Linked DNA regions of Mus musculus: regions 2 and 3 are each linked to region 1. Evidence: chromatin contacts called from public Hi-C and promoter capture Hi-C data. All regions are on one chromosome and are shown on one strand. The core of a region is the stretch at or near the end of the contact, and the rest is flanking DNA. Distances in the headings are between cores, read along the strand shown. Region 1 holds the start of Atad1 (ATPase family, AAA domain containing 1). Region 2 overlaps Pten (phosphatase and tensin homolog). Region 3 overlaps Pten (phosphatase and tensin homolog).

Region 1 (3,074 bases), core at 237-2,736:
TCCTGAGTTCAAATCTGAGCATCCACAAGGTGGCTCACAATCATCTGTAATTAGACCTGATGTCCTCTTCTGGTGTGTCTAAAGATAGCTACAGTGTACTTAAATATAATAAATCTTTAAAAAAAAAAAACACCACCAACAGACAAATCTCTTGCTTACATATCTTCCCATTCCAATATTAACATTGACTCTAGGCAGATTTAAGACTACTCTGGGTCTAGGCAGAGGTTGATGGTGGTAGCAGCAGCTAAATTTGAGTGAAGAGGTAGCCCACAGAATGGGAGGATATCTTTGTCAACTGACTGACTGAGGATTAATATCCAGAATATATAAAGAACTCCAAAAACTGTGGCTGACACCTTTAATCTTGGCACCTGGGACGTAGAGGCAAGCAGATCTCCAAATTGGAGACCAGCCTGGTCTTCAGAGTTCCAGGACAGCCAGGGCTACGCAGAGAAGACTTATCTCAAAAAACAAAAAAACAAAACCAAAAACAAAACAAAAAAAAAAAAGACCACTGCTCATCATATCCAAAAGTGACTTCGAAATCCTGAAATGAAACGGAAACGTTCTGCTGTGTGGACAGTGAATGGAAATATTTTATACAGTCTCCACAGATGAGGTACATACCCATCTATCATTCATAAAGCACTGATATATCTGCAAATTGGCTGCAAATGTGGAGAATGTATTTCAATTTTGCATAGACGCTAATTTTAACAAAATATACACATTGCTGTATATCACTAAGAAACACCACTAGACCGGTGTTAATTCAGAATTATCTTTAAACGCATATCATTTTAAATCTTTTCCTGTTTAGCTCTGGTTTCAGTGTGGATACCCTATCTCTGAGCAACTACTAACGTTTTTACTGCAGTATTCCCTAAGTCACTGCAGTGTGCTCCAAATGGTCTCTCAACTCAAAGTCCCAGCAATTCTGTGCCTATCAAGGCCCTACAGTCGCAGACTGTGACAATGAATTCCTGCCAGGCTTCGCGGAGAGGGCAGGTCATTATTAACATCAGCATGTTCTGGGAAAGCATGGCCAGCACTGAAGAAACACCTCCGCCTTTGCACAAAGAGGGAGGAGGAGAGGGGCCGGCACGAGCGGACCGGCTCCTTCCAGCCGCCTTCTTACAAGCCTAGCCCTGAGGTCGCCCTGAGCGCCCCCGATCCTCCAATGACCAGGCCGCCTACAAGAGATGTCCTTGCGGGCAGCCGGAGTCTCCCGCCAGCGCTGAGACCTGAGGGCTCGCGCCCGGCCGGGCGCCAAGGCGAGGCCCCGGACGCCCTTGGAGGTTAATCCGCTGGATCCGGGGCGGCGCTCAAGTGTGACCGACGCGGAGGCAGGTGACTACCGGGCTGGTCTCCCCAGGTGAGCGCCAGGCCCTGGGGGACCGGGAGGGATGGGGGACGCACCTGGCCCGGCCCCGCGGGAACCCGCTACTCACCCAGAGGCAGGACCAGAGACGATGGGAGAGCCGTAGCCCGGCCTCGCACAGGAAAGAAACGCGGCCGGGGAGAGAACGCTTCCGGGGGCTGGAGCCCCGCCCCCCACCGCACGGAGCATGCGCGATCCCTGCCGAGCCGGTGGCGTGCCAGCCAAGGCATGGCGACGCAGTGCGGGGCGAGCTACTTTCCCCAACCTACACCTTAGTACCCGCTGGGCCGATAACATTCAGAAAGGTAGATAGGATGAACAGGGTGCTCCCCAAAGGGCTCTGAGTTCAACTTGAGAGACTCAGAAACTGAATTGGGAAAGACGCTTGACACATGAAATCCCTTGCTACTCTGGAGCTGTACGCAACCCTGACAGAGGAGCCTTTTACAGAAGGCAAAGAAATGCTTCCCTGGTTTGATAAACTTCCACCACCACCACCACCCCCCATCCCCGCAGCAAGTCCTCATGATGCTGCTCAGACGCGCATGGCCTCACCATCTGCCTTTCGGTTTCTAGGGTGAGCTCACCCTCCTCCCCCATCTCTGTACTGATGACACCTGGAGGCGGCGCCTGAGAATCCACTGAACGCTTGAGCAGCCAGGCAGACCAGGGAGGTCTGGCAGTTGGGTCAGAATAGGGCATCTGGTGACAGGTTTTGCATATTGATGACTTTTTTTTTTAACCCCTTCCTCTTGCGAAGTGAGGGACGTGACACCAAGATTCCAAGGAACCGTATCTGAAAGCCAGCCCCTTCTGAATGTATATACACTACTAAGGAACAAGAATAAGTAGACACACTGCCCATAAACAAAAGGAGCATCATCACTTCAAATAAAGGCAGTGGGACTATGAAGGAATAAGACAGACTTCTTAAGACCTTTTTATATTCCTGGAGGAGGCAGTTTGTTTCGCTCTGTTTTCAGGATTATCTTTTAAGGCTAAAGAATTCTACAGCCAAGCTGGGATTGGTGTCACATGCCTGTTTTCCTAGCATTTGGGGTGGCTATGCAAGGAGGATTGCTTTATACCCTGGACCACATAAGTAACACACTGCTTCCTCCCTCTGCTGACAGTTATATTAGTAAATGATGTTGTTAATAGCTGTGGAGAGACACAGCCCAGAAGTGCTGCCAGAGCCTGGAAAGTTCCTTGTTAAAGGACTTTACTGGAGTTCGATAGAAGAACACAATAGATGGAATGAATCAATATTAAAAAGAGTTTGGTTTTTTTGTTTTAATTTTAGACTGGTTTACCCAGCACAGTCTTGAATGGTCCAACAATGGCTGTCCTGGTAGCTTCGCAGTGCTGGAGGTAACATGCCTCAGCAGTCCAACAAGACCACAAGGCTTTAAGGATTCCTGGAGAGCCACGACTAGTCTTTAGTCTGTGGAAGAACCTGGATTCTGATCTCAGTGGATGAGGCCAGAGGCAGCAACATCAACAATGGCAGAAACACTAGGTAACTCACCAGCACGTGACAAAGCAAGCAAACTGAATACAAATCCCTGGGATTCCCTTATGTGTAGGCCAATATCTGGGCTGCCCAAGTTTAGAATGAGCCTATCAGTTAGCCTAGTCAAGAGAATCCCTCACAAGTATTCCTAGTAGCTTCTAGACCTTGTCAGTTCTG
Region 2 (3,074 bases), core at 397-2,896, 110 kb after region 1:
ATATGTGTGCTTCTGTGACTTGTATCACACAAGAATCTTAAAGATTTCACAAATTGTTACCTTTTAGCTCTGAATGTTGAGTATTCTGGTGGGCTAACAACAAGACAAACTCTTGACAGTCATTTGAGAATTTTCATGAAACATTTAGCTGAAAACATTTTATAATTTATGAAAAAAATGTGTTACCTTAAACTTTTACATATGTGGGAGACATTAACTGCCATATTTGAGCATACTGAATTTTAAATTTAAAATAAAGCTGCATATTTTTAAATGAAATGTTTAACAAGGATTCATATTTTTTGTTTTTTAAGATTAAAAATAATTTATGTCTTCTCATGTGGAACCTCATCTGTCACAATGGTTAGATTATACAGAATGGAGCAAGGCTTGTAGTGGTTTAGCTTACAGTAAAATTCTTAATGTTTAGATGTGTTTACTTACTGGCTGTTATGTATACTTTTGAGATTTTCCACCTGTTCTGTGTAGTTTTCTAAATGATACTCCTACTTAAAAACAGCATTTTAGTATCTATTTTCTGTCTCCATTAAATGGTCCTCATTTTCTATTGAGTTTGGAAGTGTGCACATTGTGTGTGTGTGTGTGTGTGTGTGTGTGCACACGTGTGCGCGCCCGTGCGTGTGTCTATTTGTGGAGTTTGTATGGGAGAATTAGTTTTGAAAGTGCTAGAATAGAGATGAAATTTGGTTCAAGTAAAATTTTCCCACTGGGATTTTACAGTTTATTGTAATAAAATGTTAATTTTGGATGACCTTGAATATTAATGAATTTGTTAGCCTCTTGATGTGTGCATTAATGAGATATATCAAAGTTGTATATTAAACCAAAGTTGGAGTTGTGGAAGTGTTTTTATGAAGTTCCGTTTGGCTACCAATGGACATAAGACTAGAAATACCTTCCTGTGGAGAATATTTTTCCTTTAAACAATTAAAAAGGTTCATTATTTTTGATGATTTGCTTCTTAGCTTTTTATTCATCCGAGAATCAATCCCTGCTATGTGTAACAGGTATTTGGACTATATTACTTAGTGAAAGAGGAACATCCTGATCTTACTGTTGAAAAGTTTATACTTCACCAGAGTAAACTACGTAAAAGCTGTGGGGTGTGCTAGGAAGTATGAGACCTCATGGCTCCCTTGCATGTCCATCCTCAGAGTTTAGATTCTGTTTACTAGAGCATTACTAGAGTGAAATAGCCATGAAAGTGCAGAGAAACTTCCAAGTAAAGGCAGTGAGAGATCCCTGTACCCTCCTGTCTTTTTCCTTCCCTAGTGCAGTGTCCTGAAGTGTGTCCTAGTGTGTGTCATGGCTCTGCCAGCCCAGGTCTTGAGGTAACACCTGCAGTGGAGCTCCTGAGGGTCTTCCTCTACCCCCTTTCAACACAAGCAAGAAACAATAATATTTTGGGTTGCTATTCTAACCAATATGCTTTGAAAAACTTAGCTTTCTTGAGCAGCAAAGGGAATTAATAATAAAACCCAACATATTTAGATTAGTTTGTCCAATTAACAGGATGCAAGATGTCCAAATGTTTTTTTTTTTGATGAGTAGTTATTGCGGTACGTCAGGCATTGTGAACGCTCGGCATGCACTTGGGTGAACAGCAGTTTCCTGTCTGTGAAGTTTGCATTCTAGCAAGAAAAATAGAGCAAAGATAAATGTGTCAGCTCACCTCAAGCAGAGTGACTTCAGTGTTGGATAGGTTATTTGAGAGTGGCTTCAGCAGGTGTGGGGGGTTTCAGTAGACTGGTGCAATTTGTACCCAGAAACTTCCACAAAACTTTACTCAGACTTGGAGTTTGAAAATGTTTAGTATATCTAAGGAGAATTTATAGTAACCTCATCTTAAGTAGCCATGACCATTCTGTTGTCTAAATTGGTTTGGTAAAGCCTGTTTAAACAATTGGTTCCTCTTTATTCTCAGAGTTAACTTTTTAGTGTTCTCTGTGTATGTTTCAAAAACACTAAGTCATTTTTCAGAAGTTAAAGGCTCTATTTTGACCTTAAATAGTTTTGTAATGTTGAAGAGTCATGCCATTTATGATTTGTTGTTGGACAGTGAGTTATAAATGTTGAGTTACTCAGGATATGGGTGTGATTTATGACCTGGTGCTCTATGTATTAGTTCCTAACCCATAACCAAACATCCTGAAAAATACCATTATCTAAGTATCAGAAGCAGCATTTCCACACAAAGATAAAAATCCCCACCTCTCCTGCTTCATCTCAAAGATTGAAGTCAAAGTGTTTAATAATCTGCTACAATGGACACTTGAAACATTTTATTCATTACATCATTAACATTTTAGTAGTGGCAGGGTCCACTCCTCAGATCAGGCCCAGGACTAAGGGGTGAGGTCTTTTATTTATTTGTTTATTTCTGTGTATACACGTTCACATGTGTGGGAGCATGTATGGCACGTGTATGTATATGTGGGTGGAGTCAGAGCTTAATGTTAGTTGCCTTCCTCCATGGCTATTGAGGAAGCCATCTCTTCCTAAAATCTTCCTAAATCTCTTCCTAAACTTGGTGCTTGGTGATTCATCTGCAATTACAGTTGGATGTACAGCCCAGCATGTAGTGTTGGGATCATAACACTAGTCCTCATAGTTGCAAAGCAAGTACTTTGCTCAGTGAGCCATCTCCCCAGTCCCTAGGGAGGAAATCTTGAAAGAAAATGTTGACTTTTTTTTTTTAATTCTTGATTTTAAAATAGGTTTAAAAGAATTTGATAGTCATCTATAGATAGACCATGAATCTGAGCAAGGAGAGGTATATAGGAAGATTTGGAAGGGAGGAAGGCAAGGGGAGAAATTATGTAATTAAATTACATTATCGGGCTGGTGAGATGGCTCAGAGGTTAAGAGCACCGACTGCTCTTCGGAAGGTCCTGAGTTCAAATCCCAGCAACCACATGGTGGCTCACAACCATCCGTAATGAGATATGATGCCCTCTTCTGGTGTGTCTGAAGACAGCTACAGTACTTACATATAACAATAAATAAATTAAAAAATTACATTGTCTCAAAAAATAAGAAAATAACTAAAAATT
Region 3 (3,074 bases), core at 303-2,802, 82 kb after region 1:
TGAAGATAAAAATATATTTAGATATTTTTATATTTGAGGAACTGGATTCCTGAAAACAGTTGCAGTCTGATAGAGAGAGTTGTTGGGTCTCGAAGCGTGGTGATGAGGTGCAGCAGCTTGGCACAGCCTCCGGTTACTTGATCTGCTTTTACAGACTTGGCACCTCGCCCATCCTTGAGCCCATAATCATGTGATAATTTGAAATGTAATCCACAGCGGAGCTGCTGTTAGTATTAACGATGGCTTCTAAGGAGACAGACTCCAGGGTGGATGGACAGACTTTTGTTTCCTCTGTGCTTGTTGATCAATATACTGAAACAGCTATTTGAATATTTTCTGTGTATAACCTAGTAAGTTATGCAGCATTGTTTAGTTATCTAGTATAGGATTTGAGGGATTGCTCATTAAAACTTATTGGCCTATCTTTAAACCTTCACTTTCTTTTGACTTTTGGAGTAGTGACATGAAAACAGGAAAGGAAGACAAATCATTAAACACCCTTTGTCTTTCAAAACCATTTTTATTTTCCCCAAATACTGAGCATTTTTAAAAATTTAAAAGATAAATTACCATGTTTCTATTATGTCCTTTAATTTTCTATGTCTATGATTTATATAACAGGAGAATGTTATGCAATGGTAGAATACCAATTAGTAATTAACCATTTTCTGTAGACTTTATCAAATATAACTACAAGTGTTTTCTGTTCTGCTTCGAGTGGCTATTTGAATTGCTACCCAGAAGGATGGAGAATTTTCTATGTCTTGTTATAGTGCTAGATGTTACTTTTATTTTTTCAGTCTTTAATGATATTTCTGTTTTGATAAGACTTCAAAGTATTCATGTGCAATAGTTACCAATATTATTTCTCTTCGCTTTTGCTGACTTCAGATCAGAAAGGTGCAGCCATGGTGAAACATGCAGATAGAGTGCTCATATGGCTAGTTCCAGCCCTCTAGTAGCCTATAGCTTGATGTGAAAGTAGGAGGGAGCAGGAGAGAAGTGTGGACAAAGTAACTGGCCCCACAGGAGGCCTCTGTAAAAGACCAGATGTGTGGGCTGTGATTAACTTCTGATACCTTCTTTCTTCTATCCCTGCTTGTTATATACTTGTAAGACTAAGAGGAGTTTCTGTTTTATTTCTTTTAATTTTAAGATTATTTCTTTGCAAACATAAATTTAAAGATCTTGAAATATTTCCATGGCTTTTCTACTAATGAAAATCAATAGGAGTTATCTATTAGACCTGGGAGGATGAGCCAAGGCAAGTCAGAAGATTGATAGTATAATGGTATTTGAAATATGGCAGATAACTCATTTTGGGCAGGTGGTGGTGTATGCTGGCTTAGGTGGGGTTGTGCTAATAAAAGGTGGATAGGAGAACCACAAGACTGTTTCTGAACAGCTGCATTCAGAAGGTGACTGAAAAAGGACAAGAACTGTTGAAAGCTGGAATTGATGAAATGAATCATTTCAGACTCACACTGTCAGGTTTGGGGATTTAGAGAGGTCCCAATAGGGAAGTAGAAAGACATTAGAAGACACATTTCTGCCTGAGCTGAAATCTTATGCCTGTTTAACATATCTAAAGCACAGGGAGGAAATTCTTTTCATTCCTGCCTATAGTGACTTCCTGCCCCTAGAATTTAGGGATTAGGTTTATGCTGTCTCCTTTGTTGTATTTCAGTATAGTTAGAGGTGGCATTGGGTGGACCTAGGAACTTGATTTGAGTTTCCAAGCATTTGATTCCCAATTTAATGAACCATCTCTTTATTAGTTGAGAGCAGCCTTTAGTGCATATGAACTTATTCCCTTGTCATTTGGAACTGAGGCTTTCAGAATGGCAAAGGATCTGAAGGGTCCTTTTAGCAGTGCCTTCTTATCTTATAGACAGGGCATTAGGCCTAGGAAGTTAAATGAGGTAGCCAAAGACAGGTAGGTGCATAATAACAGACTACCCACTGTTTGCACCAGAATCCCTTTTGTTTGCTGGTTAGCTCTTCGTTTTATTTACTTCAAAAGTTTTTAAACATATACAAAATTGAGTGTTTTAATTTGAGTACCCCCTCTCCCCTGCCTACTGTGTATCTGATTTTAGGCAAGTGAGACTAGCCACAACAGATGTTTTTGTTTTATTTCTTTTTGTCTTAGGATAGGAATTACAGGTAGTATGTATTTTTTTTTTCTTGGAAATGTAGATGTTTGAAGGTCCTAAAGTATTTTTCACTGGACATCTGTATAGTTAGTAGTTTGTGAGACCTTTTATAGCAGCAGTGTTGCACATGAATGAAGAACTATCAGCCTAAGCTTTCTGATAATCTAGCTTATCTATTATTATTAATCAGTTATTTTGAAAAAGGGCAACATTAATTAATCAGTTTTATATGAGTGTTTTTAAAATTTCTTTGTTGCTCCCTGTTCAGAGAATACAAGATTTTAAGTTTTTATTATATTTTAGTGAATATTTGCTGTACTTGGCAAACATTTAACTGTGTTATTTTTCTGTTAAGATTTCCTTTGTAAAACACTGTAGAGTGAAGAAGAGAGCTCCCTACCATGTAGTTCTATGGCAAGGCCTAGTTGTCTGCAAGTTTGCCTTTCTGGTTTCACTCCTCCTCTTAATTTCTGTTGCCACCTTGGGAAACCTCATTTTCCTTGTTTTTTTTTTTTTTCATTTCTCTTTTCATATAAGCCAATTTAAGATAAGGACAAAAATATCGTTTGAGTTTTAATTACAAAGAAAAATTTAAATCCAAATTGTTATTTGCTATCTTCTATTTTAGTATGTGGAGTGACTTACTGCTAATATGCCATAAGAAATTTAAAAGAAACTCCGCTGTGAATTTTGGCTATATACCAGAGATTCTAACTAAGGTGGAAGGTTTCTTCTTGACCCTGTGACCCTTTCTTTCTCTTGAGCACTGTTTCACAGGCAGCCCTAGCATGTCCTCCCAAAGCCCCTCCGCTTGCCTATAAGGAGCTGCATGCTCCCCTCCCCCCCCAAGTCAATTGTTAGGTCTGTCTTCAGTGACAAATACTGCTCATGTTTGTGCTGTAAAATTTGTCACTGCTT

The links. Promoter capture Hi-C pulls out the DNA fragments that hold promoters and counts their contacts. Hi-C and Micro-C count contacts between places; a contact is called where the count stands out from the background.
Region 2: a Hi-C map of double positive thymocytes shows a contact between it and region 1, with 4 times the contacts expected there. A contact is called at or near these places in 4 of 39 promoter capture datasets (liver, pre-B cells and stem cell-derived epiblast-like cells), 21 of 484 Hi-C or Micro-C datasets (B cells, centroblasts, double positive thymocytes and 5 more), 6 of 130 datasets of targeted methods (the SCID.adh cell line, bone marrow-derived macrophages, embryonic stem cells and 1 more) and 2 of 9 other capture datasets (embryonic stem cells and pancreatic islet).
Region 3: a promoter capture Hi-C map of stem cell-derived epiblast-like cells shows a contact between it and region 1, with 2.9 times the contacts expected there. A contact is called at or near these places in 10 of 39 promoter capture datasets (HPC-7-derived erythroid cells, cranial neural crest, embryonic stem cells and 5 more), 3 of 484 Hi-C or Micro-C datasets (the AML12 cell line, embryonic stem cells and rod photoreceptor), 6 of 130 datasets of targeted methods (bone marrow-derived macrophages, embryonic stem cells, extraembryonic endoderm stem cells and 1 more) and 2 of 9 other capture datasets (adipose tissue and liver).

Annotation. Positions count from the first base shown.
Region 1 is chr19:32,710,812-32,713,885 of GRCm38.p6, forward strand. Atad1 (ATPase family, AAA domain containing 1) reads right to left here and starts at 1,487. Exons shown (of 10, transcript NM_026487.3): 1 at 1,455-1,487.
Region 2 is chr19:32,825,190-32,828,263 of GRCm38.p6, forward strand. It overlaps Pten (phosphatase and tensin homolog), which reads left to right. Exons shown (of 9, transcript NM_008960.2): 9 at 1-971. Among named protein-coding and RNA genes, the nearest start is that of Pten, 69 kb to the left of the region's middle.
Region 3 is chr19:32,792,654-32,795,727 of GRCm38.p6, forward strand. The region is part of intron 3 of Pten (phosphatase and tensin homolog); the gene reads left to right. Among named protein-coding and RNA genes, the nearest start is that of Pten, 37 kb to the left of the region's middle.